Linked DNA regions of Danio rerio: region 2 is linked to region 1. The links are chromatin contacts, called in public HiChIP or PLAC-seq maps. All regions are on one chromosome and are shown on one strand. The core of a region is the stretch at or near the end of the contact, and the rest is flanking DNA. Distances in the headings are between cores, read along the strand shown. Region 1 overlaps tjp1a (tight junction protein 1a). Region 2 overlaps tjp1a (tight junction protein 1a).

Evidence for each region. HiChIP or PLAC-seq counts read pairs in DNA pulled down with a chosen protein or histone mark.
Region 2: a contact with region 1 is called in an H3K4me3 HiChIP or PLAC-seq map of embryo, with 2.5 times the contacts expected there. The contact joins two enhancer-like sites. A contact is called at or near these places in 1 of 18 Hi-C or Micro-C datasets (an unstated tissue) and 1 of 4 datasets of contacts at active chromatin or transcription factors (embryo).

Annotation. Positions count from the first base shown.
Region 1 is chr7:31,080,401-31,085,973 of GRCz12tu, forward strand. The region is part of intron 2 of tjp1a (tight junction protein 1a); the gene reads left to right. Among named protein-coding and RNA genes, the nearest start is that of fam189a1, 96 kb to the right of the region's middle. Within about 2 kb of position 2,866, at least 17 of the 62 cell types and tissues checked have an H3K27ac peak or open chromatin away from gene starts, as enhancers often do.
Region 2 is chr7:31,145,174-31,151,430 of GRCz12tu, forward strand. tjp1a (tight junction protein 1a) reads left to right here. Exons shown (of 28, transcript XM_073908610.1): 14 at 1-165; 15 at 332-516; 16 at 2,073-2,168; 17 at 4,828-4,910; 18 at 6,013-6,223. Among named protein-coding and RNA genes, the nearest start is that of fam189a1, 31 kb to the right of the region's middle. Within about 2 kb of position 4,913, at least 4 of the 62 cell types and tissues checked have an H3K27ac peak or open chromatin away from gene starts, as enhancers often do.

The DNA of each region.
Region 1 (5,573 bases), core at 1,616-4,115:
TTTCAAAACAGTTTGATGGGACACGAGTCCTGACCCATTTAGGGAGCAATAGATGTGTGAAAAGGCGCATTCTCCCCGTGACCGTATCCTATTTTTCTGTAATCCACACGAATGACACAGTCTTAAAGGGGTAACGTTAGTTCGTCGAAAATGTGTTAAATTGTTTAATGTTACCATCCCGGGTTGGTTCAAATATGACTTTCTATCATCAGAGGAACACTAGAGGCAGGACGAATCTCGCTCACTGCTTTGATTATATGTGGAATGCCAATGGTGATCGACTGTCATTCTAACTAGGATCCTTTGTATTGTATACAAAAAAAAGTTATAGCATTATTTTTTCCATGTACTGTCTCTTTAACATTCTTGGATTTTTGTGAGTTCTAATAGCTGGAAGAGTTTGGGGCTCTCAAGGTACCTGTTGATTAATGTTATGGCATTCTGCCAATACAAAGTGGTGTAAAAATAATTCTTTTTTATTTTATTTTTTCCCCTCAAAATATTAAAGATTTAATACCATTTTTTTCTGGGGGCAATTAAGTATGCGCACAGCCTATAGTGGAATCTTGTGTTTGTTGGCTGAAAATTGTGGGTAAGTTAGAATTTTGCAGGTGCATGGCTGCTACTACTACTACTACTACTACTACTACTGTTACTTCTAGTGCTACTAAGTTACTACCAGTACAACTCGGTCCTATATTGTATATAAAGATAACAAAAGTATACACTTTTTATAGTTATTATGTTAAGCACGCATATTCGTGATTAAACAAGCGATTTTGGGTTGTTTACACTATGAGAGAGTGAAGGAGAGAGCGAGCGAGCTAGCGCCCACGGAGTCTTTTCCATAAGGTGGCTCCCAAACAAACTACAATGCCGCACATTGTGTTTATTTATATGTTTATGGTTCTCTCGAATGTGCTTCCTCTTCCACTGTGCAGTTTAAGAAGCGTATGAAAACACAGGAATGCGTACTGCACACTCAGACATTCAGGTTTGGTGAGTTTCGGTGAGCTGAAATGCTTACGTAATGATGTAATGCCATGGTGTGTATTTACATTATTTTATTGGAGCATTTCTATCAACATCATGATCAAAACATCGTAAAAATCAGCAATAATGTGAAATAATACAATTGAAGAAGATTTTTGTTATGTTTTAGGATTATAGCATTAGCATCTGTTTTTATAGCGCTGATTTGGTGCTCTGGACACTTCTAATTTTTATTACTCTTAATAACAACAGTAGTGCTGTTTATTGTAAGCGTTTGCTAAATAAATGACTACATTTAATTGTAAATGTCTCATTTTAGATCAATTTAATGCACAATATTGGTATTGTATAAATTAGAAACAGTTTTTGTTTCGTATTATATATATATATATATATATATATATATATATATATATATATATATATATATATATATATATATATACACACACACACACACACACACACACATATATATATATATATATATATATATATATATGAAAATAGGCATGTTATTGTAAGAAGGAAGCCCTTGTTAAATTATTAAAAATATTAATTAATATTTTTAATCACCTGAAGATATTGGTTTAATTACAGACAGTTTATCACTGAATATCAGCAGCTGAAGGTCTACATCAGAACACTACAGTAGCTGTGTTTTTCTAGGTGGAGATATCATAGAGTTTATCATGTCTGTTTGAGGTGTGGATAAGCTTGGGTGACCTTGTTTTTTTTTGTTTTTTAAGTTATCAGTCCCAGTATCTTTGTTTTCTCTGTGAGATAGCACAATATAAGAACAACAACAACAACAAAAAATCATGTGGATAATTACATCTTCATCAGGTCTTTTGGGAGAAGGGGAAAAGGACTACACTAATAATACTACACTAATACTCAATTTGGGACTATTTGTTAAAGTTAAGTGAATGAACACGCCAGATGCCCAAGGGAGACCTGTGTGGCTTAAGACAGCTTATGGAGACAAAACTTCTATGGACATCTTCAATGACACCGCATGTGTTGCATGCTCACTAAGTTCCTATGTGTGGCTTATTTAGGACTTTAGTAGGGATTTTTTAAGGAGCATTTAAAGTGGCTTTAACATTATTTTTTATAATCATAGAGTTTTTTTTATTGAGAGACCTAACTGCCCATTTTTTTTTTCTAAATGGAATAGATTTCTCCGTTATAACAGAGTCCTGTTACGATTGTAGGATTAGTCATGGCACTGATCATGTCTGTTTGTTCTTATCCAACTTTCTTGTTAAACTGGACTGTCTCACTTTCACACCCTCTAAGACAGTATCTGACTTTCTGGATTGACATCATGCCATATTTGTTCTCGAGTAAATAAACACCCTCTACTTCAGGGAAAAATAATATTTCAGTCTTAATGGAACTAACCTAGTGTCCTATCTGCATGAAAATAAAGGCGTTGAAGAAGGAAGGGTAAATAATTTCTCCATCACCTGTCTGTCTGTCTCACAAAATACAAGAGAAAATGATTTGTATTAATACTATAAATAGGCCCCTCAAGCTTGTATTCATAGTCAAATCAGAGAGAGAGAAAGCTCTTGTCCTCCATTTCTGCTTTGGAGAGGTTATGTTAATTACCGCTGGAGCCTCTGGCCCTCTTTGAGAGTTTTTTTTTTTAATCATCAGGGAACAAACATATCTCTAGACATATTAGAAAAGAGGAATGGAGAGGGAATGTTTGCTTCTTTATCTGGGTCTCTAGTTTTTTCTTGCACAAAATTCTGAAGATAAAGCTGTAAACGTTGAAATGTGGCAGTGCACTGTGCTGTTTACTAAGTCTTGTGTGGCGCTCACAGCCAATCAGACTCAAGTGTGTCTGTGTTGTTGGAAAGCTTGTACGGTTCCCATGGTGAGGAGTAGCAACACTGGGCTCCTGGTGCAGCTCCACTACAGGGCCTATATGTTGATGTGTGTTAATGTTTCACATAATCAGTTTTACTTATTAGTGTTGCTAGTTATTATTGACGTCAATCTTTAACATCGGGGCAAGCGCAGCCATTGATACCTTAATTGGCTTGAAATTTCCGGTCTCACTCACTATTATTGATTTTACCTGTAAAAACAACAGCCTGTTATGCAGCTTGCTGTTGAACACTGCTATTTTCTTATATTAGTTTTATGTATAGTCATAAAAACACTTGTTTATAGAATAAATGGTTGACTGCTGTTTGTTTTTTCCTAGTCATTTCCCCAATAGGCAGATAAATTGAAAGTCCTGAAACAATTGTGAAATAGAAATTACTTCCAGATTACATATATGAAACCATGGCAGCTTTTTGTTCATTTGTGTTAATAAAATGTAAATTTTGTGCTCTAAATGACAACTTCTCGTTTTTAAAAGAAATGTTATCAGTAGTTTTTTAATGATAACATTTTTTTCTTCTTCAATAGTTTAACAGAACATTTTTACATCCTTTTAACACCCCCTTTGCCCTCCACTCTCCAACATCGGCAGTTACAGTAATTAAATTTTGCTATCATAAATACTGGTAATACAGATAAATAATATGAACTCAAGATATAAAAAAGCCCACATACAGAAAATAAAAATAGCAGCACAATAATAATGATACATAAATAAATCAAATAAGATATTTACTCTTTTACTGTGCGTTTTACCACAGTGATCTTATTCATCCTCCAAAAATGTCAAATAATTTCCCTATCTTGTCTGATAAACATCCAATTTATCAAGTAATTTAGATGTAATTTTTTCATCTGCTGCCACCTTCCTGCCATTAGCAATTTTAGAAACAAAAATTAAGTTTCAGTCAAACACATTATACAGTTGAAGTCAGAATTATTAGCCCCCTTTTTGACTTTTAAAAATATAATAATTGCTAGATGATGTTTTAAAGAGCAAAGGAATTTTCAGTTTGTCTGATAATATTTTTTCTTCTGGAGAAAGTCTTATTTGTTTTATTTCAGCTAGAATAAAAACAGTTATTAATTTTTAAAAAAATATTATAAGGTCAAATAAATTATTAGCCCCTATAAGCTATATAAATTTTTTTGATAGTCTACAGAACAAACCATTGTTATACAACAACTTGCCCATCCTGCCTAGTTAACCAAATTAGCCTAGTTAAGCCTTTAAATGTCACTTTAAGCTGTATAGAAGTGTCTTGAAACATATCTAGTAAAATAATATTTACTGTCATCATGGCAAAGATAAATGAAATCAGTTATTACAAATGAGCTATTAAAACTATTATGTTCAGAAATGTGTTGAAAAAAAAATCTTCTCCCAGTTTAACAGAAATTGGGGTAAAAAATAAACAGGGGCGCTAATAATTCTGACTTCAACTGTATGTATTCTTCTTATAGCAGTTTAATGCTCAGCTAATGGGAACTTAATTAGGCTGTACCCTACTGTCATCCACTGTTAGCCCACTCCCCTCAGTCCTCCCCACTGGGCTTTCAGTGTTCTGGAACTGTCTGAGCAGGCTTAGATCTTCACTGCATGTGACAGGAGAAAGCAAAAATGTGTGTGTGATCCTCTACATGTGTCATCTCTTCAGTTTCTGTATTGTAGCCAGTAAGTTTGTAGCATATTAATAGTGGTCTAGTACACAACGGGGCAGCCGTAACAGCAGTTATTTTAAGCAACATGATGCGTTCATATTTAAAGAATTTCAGTGAAATTATGTGAAATTTATATGTGGAGAGACTGGCTTACTATAATTACATCATTTTTATAAATTCATAGTTAATTATATAAGCATTTATTCAGGGCTGCTTTATTTAAAAATTGCTAAAATATTATGTAATCATGTTCTTTTAGTTCATTGGTTGTTTTAGGATATGGGTTGGTTTGTGCTTATAACTAGATGTATATTACACAGCTGTATATTATATACTGTATATATACACACAGCGCATTCACTGCGCATAGCCAACAGTGTTGTGAGCATTTGTTCTTTGGTTTTTGGTAGGGATGCTCCGATCAGGATTTTTGCAGCCAATATTGAGTTCAGATTCAAGCGTTATTTAACTTGCATAAACAGTTTTCCTTTAAGTATGAGATCTCACTAAGAGAATAAATTTAAGGATGTTTCATACATGTAATTGTTTACTTTACAAAAAATGATAGATAGAAATAATTGGTAAGTATAATAACTAACAATCCAATTTGGAAACATTGCTCATGTGCTGTAGCGCTGCTGATGTATAACCAGGGCGTGCATGTGCATCTTCCTCTGCTTGTAAACTCGTAAACAAACACTTGTGATCGGTTTACGAGATTGGCCAGATCAGCTAGTACTGATCAAGTCATGGCGTGATTATCGGCCGAAACCGATCTCTGGCCGATCGATCGGAGCATCCCTAGTGTTTGGTCTACATTGTAAAACATGCTGGGTTCCACACAATCAATTTGTGTGGGCACAACATGATGGAATTAAGTTAACTTGTTAGTGTTTACAAAGTTAAATGTATTGAACATAAAACAGTTAAATTGCCTTAAATCAAACTCAAAAATCATGTTGTTTTAGCTCATTTTAAAGAAGTAGTTTGAACAAGCAGCAGCTTTATTTTTTGAG
Region 2 (6,257 bases), core at 3,663-6,162, 67 kb after region 1:
CTTTGAGTACGAGAAAGAGTCTCCTTATGGGCTGAGCTTTAATAAAGGAGAGGTGTTCAGAGTGGTGGACACTCTCTACAATGGCAAACTGGGCTCCTGGCTGGCTATCCGCATCGGGAAGAACCACCAGGAGGTGGAAAGAGGCATCATTCCCAACAAGAACAGGTGATCCTACTATAATGCATCAACAGTAAATAGACAACCTTCAGCTATTGTATTTGATATCATTATTTTGTGTAGATCATATATTGATCATTGTTTTAGTTCCTAAAAAGAGCGGAGAATCAAAAATGAGTATACATCTGACCTGGTGTTGCCATCTTCTCTTCAGGGCGGAACAGTTATCAAGCGTTCAGTACACACTCCCCAAGACTGCAGGTGGTGATCGTGCTGATTTCTGGAGGTTCAGAGGCCTGCGCAGTTCAAAGAGGAACTTGCGCAAGAGTAGAGAAGATCTGTCAGCTCAGCCCGTTCAGACCAAGTTCCCTGCTTATGAAAGGGTTGTTCTTAGAGAGGGTATGTGTGTAGATAAGAGTGCACAATATATGTTTTATGTTAGCTTTTTTTAGGACCAGTATTGAATATATACAGTAGGCAACTTTTGAAATGAATCAAAACCTCTCATCAGGTTGTCCTTAAACTATTAAAAAGCACCCATTTTCGATACTCTTCAAATGTTGACTACTGTAGTTTTGCATTCATACACTATGCTATAAAATCTTCAGTTGTTTTAAAATAATGACTTCTTCTCAAGTTATCCAAGCCATCTGGTGAAATAGATTCCACATTGCATTATATATCACAGAAAACTAAATATTTTATCAATAAAACTATATATTATCTAATTATTATTTGCAATATTGTTCTTTCCTATAACTTACTGTAGTTTATAATAGTTTGATGTCTAAATTTATAATTAATTAATTAATTAATATTTAATTTATATTTATGAATGTAAAATTATTATTTTTTATTTATTTCGACAATAACAGGATAAATTTAAATCAGCGGTTCCCAACCTTTTTTTTGCCTGAGACCTCTTTTCCCCCCAGAAAATATTGTTAGGCCTCCCGCCACATTTAATATTATCGCTAATAAAAGTTTGCAGTAGGTATGTAAAAAAAAACAGTTTGTTTCTCACTATATGTAGATATGTTCATGCAAAAATAATAGCCCAATGTAAAATATAAAAGCAAAAAATCAGTATTCCATTTTTATTGGGTACACCTTGCTGTATTTAGGATGAGTCGTTTGCAAATGTCTTATTAATTTTGGACGGTGTTATGGATTCGTTAGCAAGAACTTTAGTGCAGATAATGCACTCTGGCTGGAGCAGGGACTCTTTGCTTTGAGAAAATTAAATAAAACCATAGTTCAGGTAACTATCTTGGTGTTTCAAGGATTGCTAGCACTTTGACCTGAAATGTTTAGAGCTTCCTCGCCTGGTTCCAGTATGCTTGGGTCATTACTATTAGCTGCTGAAGGCAAATCAGTGAGACTCTGCCTTTTTTGTTGATCATGAATTACAAACTTGTCTTTTTTTTTGGTCAGCCAGGGAATAAAATAAACTAAGGCAACATGATCGTTGAAAAAAAAAACATGATTTGTAAAAAAAAAAAAAAAAAAAAATGCCGGGATCCCCCTGTTAAGAACCGCTGGTTTAAATGATATTTTGTTAGTTAAGTGACGTCATGCGAAGCGGCTTCCAGGTCTAAGTGCTATATTAAACTGTATAAGGGGAGACTCAACAAATAGTAATAATAAACGTTTACAAAGCGATGTATTACTTTTGAAAATCATGATCGCTATATATGTCCATGCCTAATATCCGATGAGTAACGGCTTGGATCTGAAAACAGTATTTCATACCTCATGACTTGACAAGCAGATAAAAACACACTGAACGATTACCTTATTACAACCTTATTTTATCCATTTTATTTTCACAAATGTTATTTAAAACATAAAAGATTTCATGTAATTGCCTTTTCATGTATAAAAATTTTAATTTGATGCTGACATCAGAATGGCTCTTCTCATCTTTGACCCATATGCCATGTATCTCATTTTAGCTGGTTTCCTGAGACCTATTGTGATCTTTGGACCAATCGCAGATGTGGCACGAGACAAACTGGCAAGAGAGGTGCCTGACCTATTCGAGCTCGCAAGTGAGTGTCTATTTGTAAACACACACATTGACAAGACGCTGCGCTTCTAACCCACCTACCTGTGCAGCATACGTGAGCAGTCACAGATGTCCTGCTCTCCAGTTTCAGTAGTGCATTTAAAATTCAGCTTGTAAACTGATTCCTTGAGTGGCCACTGGCTTTATTTACATAACATTGTTCCTGTATGACTGTATTTGCTTTTCAGAGACACAGCTCCCAGATGGAAGGGAAAGTACGTTGCATACAGTAGTCACATCAGTTCACTTCATCAGTAACCATAGTTACTAGAGGCTGTGCATTTTTATGGCATCCCCTTATTTTAGTTACACCCAATTGGCACCGCTTGGAATGTTAATGAAAGAAAAAAAGAAAAGATCTAAGATGTGTTCATGCTATTGACAGTTCCAATCCCCCAACCCTTCAGTCATGCTTGAGAGGAGATGAAGGCACATTGCTCATTGATGTTCCCCCATCCCAAAAACCTGCTTCCTTTTTTGTTTTGTGATATTTTGGGGCTGTTTTTTCTTTAGTTTTTTGCTGAAAGTAATTTTCTGCTCTTTTAAGGCACTGATATAGTTAAGGATACAGATGTGGGTTTGGGGTCTCAAAGAGATGGCTCACCCAAAAATGTTGGCATCGTTCACTCACCATTGGAAAGACAATAAATCATTGAATAATCTGAATATCTGCTTTTTTGTTTAAACATTTTGAGGATGTGTAAATAAATAATGGGTAAAAAAAACATGAGTTTCTATTTTTGGGTGAACGATCACTTAAACAATGTACTGTCAATATTAGGGGAACACCAATGGTCACCAAAGGTCACATCACACTAGCTTAAGCCCTGAAGTATACTTCGGTTTATTTGTGTATGAATTTTTATGGTGAACTTTTTTTTTACTTGTCCAATATCTTTTTCTCTCAAAATGCTATTGTAGCAGCCTTTGTACGGTCTCATAAATGTCTTTATATTTGTTAATTTAAGCATCAGTTGTTTTTGATGTAGTAGTAGTAGTAGTAGTAGTCGTTGTAGTAGTAGTAGCCGTAGTAGTAATCGTATTCGTAGTCATAGTTGTAGTAGTCAAAGCAGTAGAAGTTGTCATATTAGTAGTTGTCATAGTTTTGGTCGTAATAATAGTCGTAGTAGTAGTAGTCGTCGTAGACGTTGTTGTCATAGTAGTAGTCATTGTCTTAGAAGTAGTCATCGTTGTCATAGTAGTAGTAGTCATAGTCGTCGTAGTAGTAGTTGTTGTAGTAGTCATCGTTGTCTTAGTAGTAGTCGTCGTAGTAGTCACAGTTGTCATTATCATCATAGTGGTTGTCATAGTAGTAGTTGTCATAGTTGTGGTAATAGTAGTCGTTGTCGTCGTAGTAGTAGTTATTGTCGTCGTCGTCGTAGTAGTAGTTGTCGTTGTCATAGTAGTAGTAGTCAGTCGTTGTCATCTTAGTAGTAGTCGTCGCCATAGTAGTCGTTGTTGTTGTTGTCGTAGTAGTCGTTGTCGTAGTAGTAGTAGTCATAGTTGTTGTTGTGGTAGTAGTCATTGTAGTAGTAGTAGTCGTCATTGTAATTGTTATCAATGTAGTTGTAGTAGTAGTCATTGTCGTAGTGGTAGTCGTCATAATAGTAGTTGTCATTGTCATAGTAGTAGTAGTCATAGTCGTAGTTGTTGTAGTAGTCGTCGTAGTAGTAGTAGTCGTATTCATAGTACTAGTTATAATAGTAGTTTAAGTCGTCATTGTCGTTGTAAAAGTAGTTGTTGTTATCAAAGTAGTAGTAATTGTAGTATTAATTGTCATAGTTGTAGTGGCCGTCGTCGTCATCGCTGTAGTAGTTGTTCTATCTCCATCTTCCCCATTTCTTTTTGGCTTTGTTCAGAATTTAAACGTTTTGGACAAACTAAGAAATGCAAAAAGCAATTTAAAGTGCATGGATGTTGTATTGAATCTGCACAAGTAATCAGTCAAAAAATGCAATCTTAATTCAAACACTCATGTGATCTTAATTCTAAATGATCATGATTTACTTATGTTTAATAAAGCTTTTGCTGACCACGGAGGTGGATTTAATAATACATTTGAGCCAGATAAAGCAAATAAAATTGTTAGTAGCTTTAGCAAATGTTTTTGCTTATTTTAAGTTGTCCATTTCACAACAGTGGAAGAATAGTGATCAGCATTTTGAAGAACTAAATGTGATACTCCTACTTAAATAGTTGTTTAATTAGACGAAATGAAAACAAAAAGTACAAATAATTTCTATTTTGCATTTGATATATGCATCACGTATTCAAAATAGCATACATTAAAAAAAGCCGAAGTATATCTTTACCTACTATTGACCTCGTTGTTTTTCAGATATTCTTTCCTTCTTTAGTCACTGTGGTGTACAGATGCTCCTGTTCTCCTTTCACTTTATATAAAAAAATATTCGTATTTGCACATCAAAAGTGAATCAATGCATTGCACCATATTGATTACACACGTAACTTGAGCAGTCTGCAGGTGCTCATATATTGTGTATGCGGGCGCATGTGCACATCCATGTTGAATTGCCTTCTCACTGTATGCTTTCGAGAGGTGGAGGTGCTTATTTACTGCATGGCAGAGGGCACAGGAAGGCTTATTTGGATGCTAAAATTGATTGTATTTCCTTGTGTAGAGAGTGAACCTAGAGATGCCGGCACTGACCAGCGCAGCTCGGGGATCATACGCCTTCACACTATCAAACAGATAATCGACCGGGTGAGATCCCTCATACACACACACACTGGCACACATACAAAGTGGTCAGCCACAGTTTTTCAGTATAACACTACTGCCTCCTTCTGGTAGAATTTGGTGCAGCATGTAATAAAAATGTGCACTGTGGTTCTATGGAGTTGATGAGAAAAGTATGTATTTTATCAGTCCATATTTGTGTAAAAGTAAACATATAAGTGTCAAGGAATGGTTTATCCACCTGGTACAGTAACCTTTCTATAAAGTTTAGTATATTATTATATTTAATTATTATATTAACTGTACTGCCATTAAATGTATAGGTTCAAAATACCCTACCAGTTCAAAGACTCTTTATAAGCAAATGTTCTTTAAATGAGCCAAAAAGGATCTTTAGCAACCCATCCAATGTACTTTACCCATGCTATGATCTTTTACCATCTAACAGTCCCCGATGTAACAGAAAAGATTCAAAACTCTTTTATTCCAGTGTCAATAACACTGTTGAACCCTAATTGATGTTATCTTCTCTGTGTGCGTGTATATATATATATATATATATATATATATATATATATATATATGTGTGTGTGTGTGTGTGTGTATTTATGGGTATGTATATGTATATAAGTGCTTAATATATATGAGTACTACCTTCACAAATCTCCCATTTAAATTAATATTTTCTACAGGAAGTTTTACAATATTATATTTGTGCATTTACATTAGATTAGTCAGTACTGAAGCCAAATCTGGAGCTAATCTAACTAAATAATTAACGATAAATATATTTTAAAATAAAATTCTTTTAAATAATAATTAAAACTATTATTATTTTTGTAACATTTTTTAAAAATTTTGTAGTTTGTAATTTTTAAAAAATATTTCGCATGAATTTAAATGTATTATTTTTCTATTTCTAAAGATATCCGGTTTCTAAAATATTATTTTATTAAATATATCCTTTCAATAAATCTGTTTTGTTTAAATGCACCAAAATATATTACCTTTATTCACTAAGAAATGGATACAATATTTATTTTTAAAATGGAGTGTACTAATTTATGTTAGTATAGATATATATACATACATTATATGCATATGTGTTGTGTTTGCGTCTGTGCAGGATAAGCATGCAGTGCTGGACATTACTCCTAACGCAGTGGATCGGCTGAACTATGCTCAGTGGTATCCCATCGTAGTGTTCTTAAATCCTGACAGCAAGCAGGGTGTGAAGAACATGAGGACCAGACTGTGTTCCGAGTCCAGGAAAAGCGCCAGAAAACTCCACGAGCGCGCACTCAAACTGAGGAAGAACAACCATCATCTCTTCACAGGTAAACACAGATGTTTTAGTGTGGAAAAAATGAC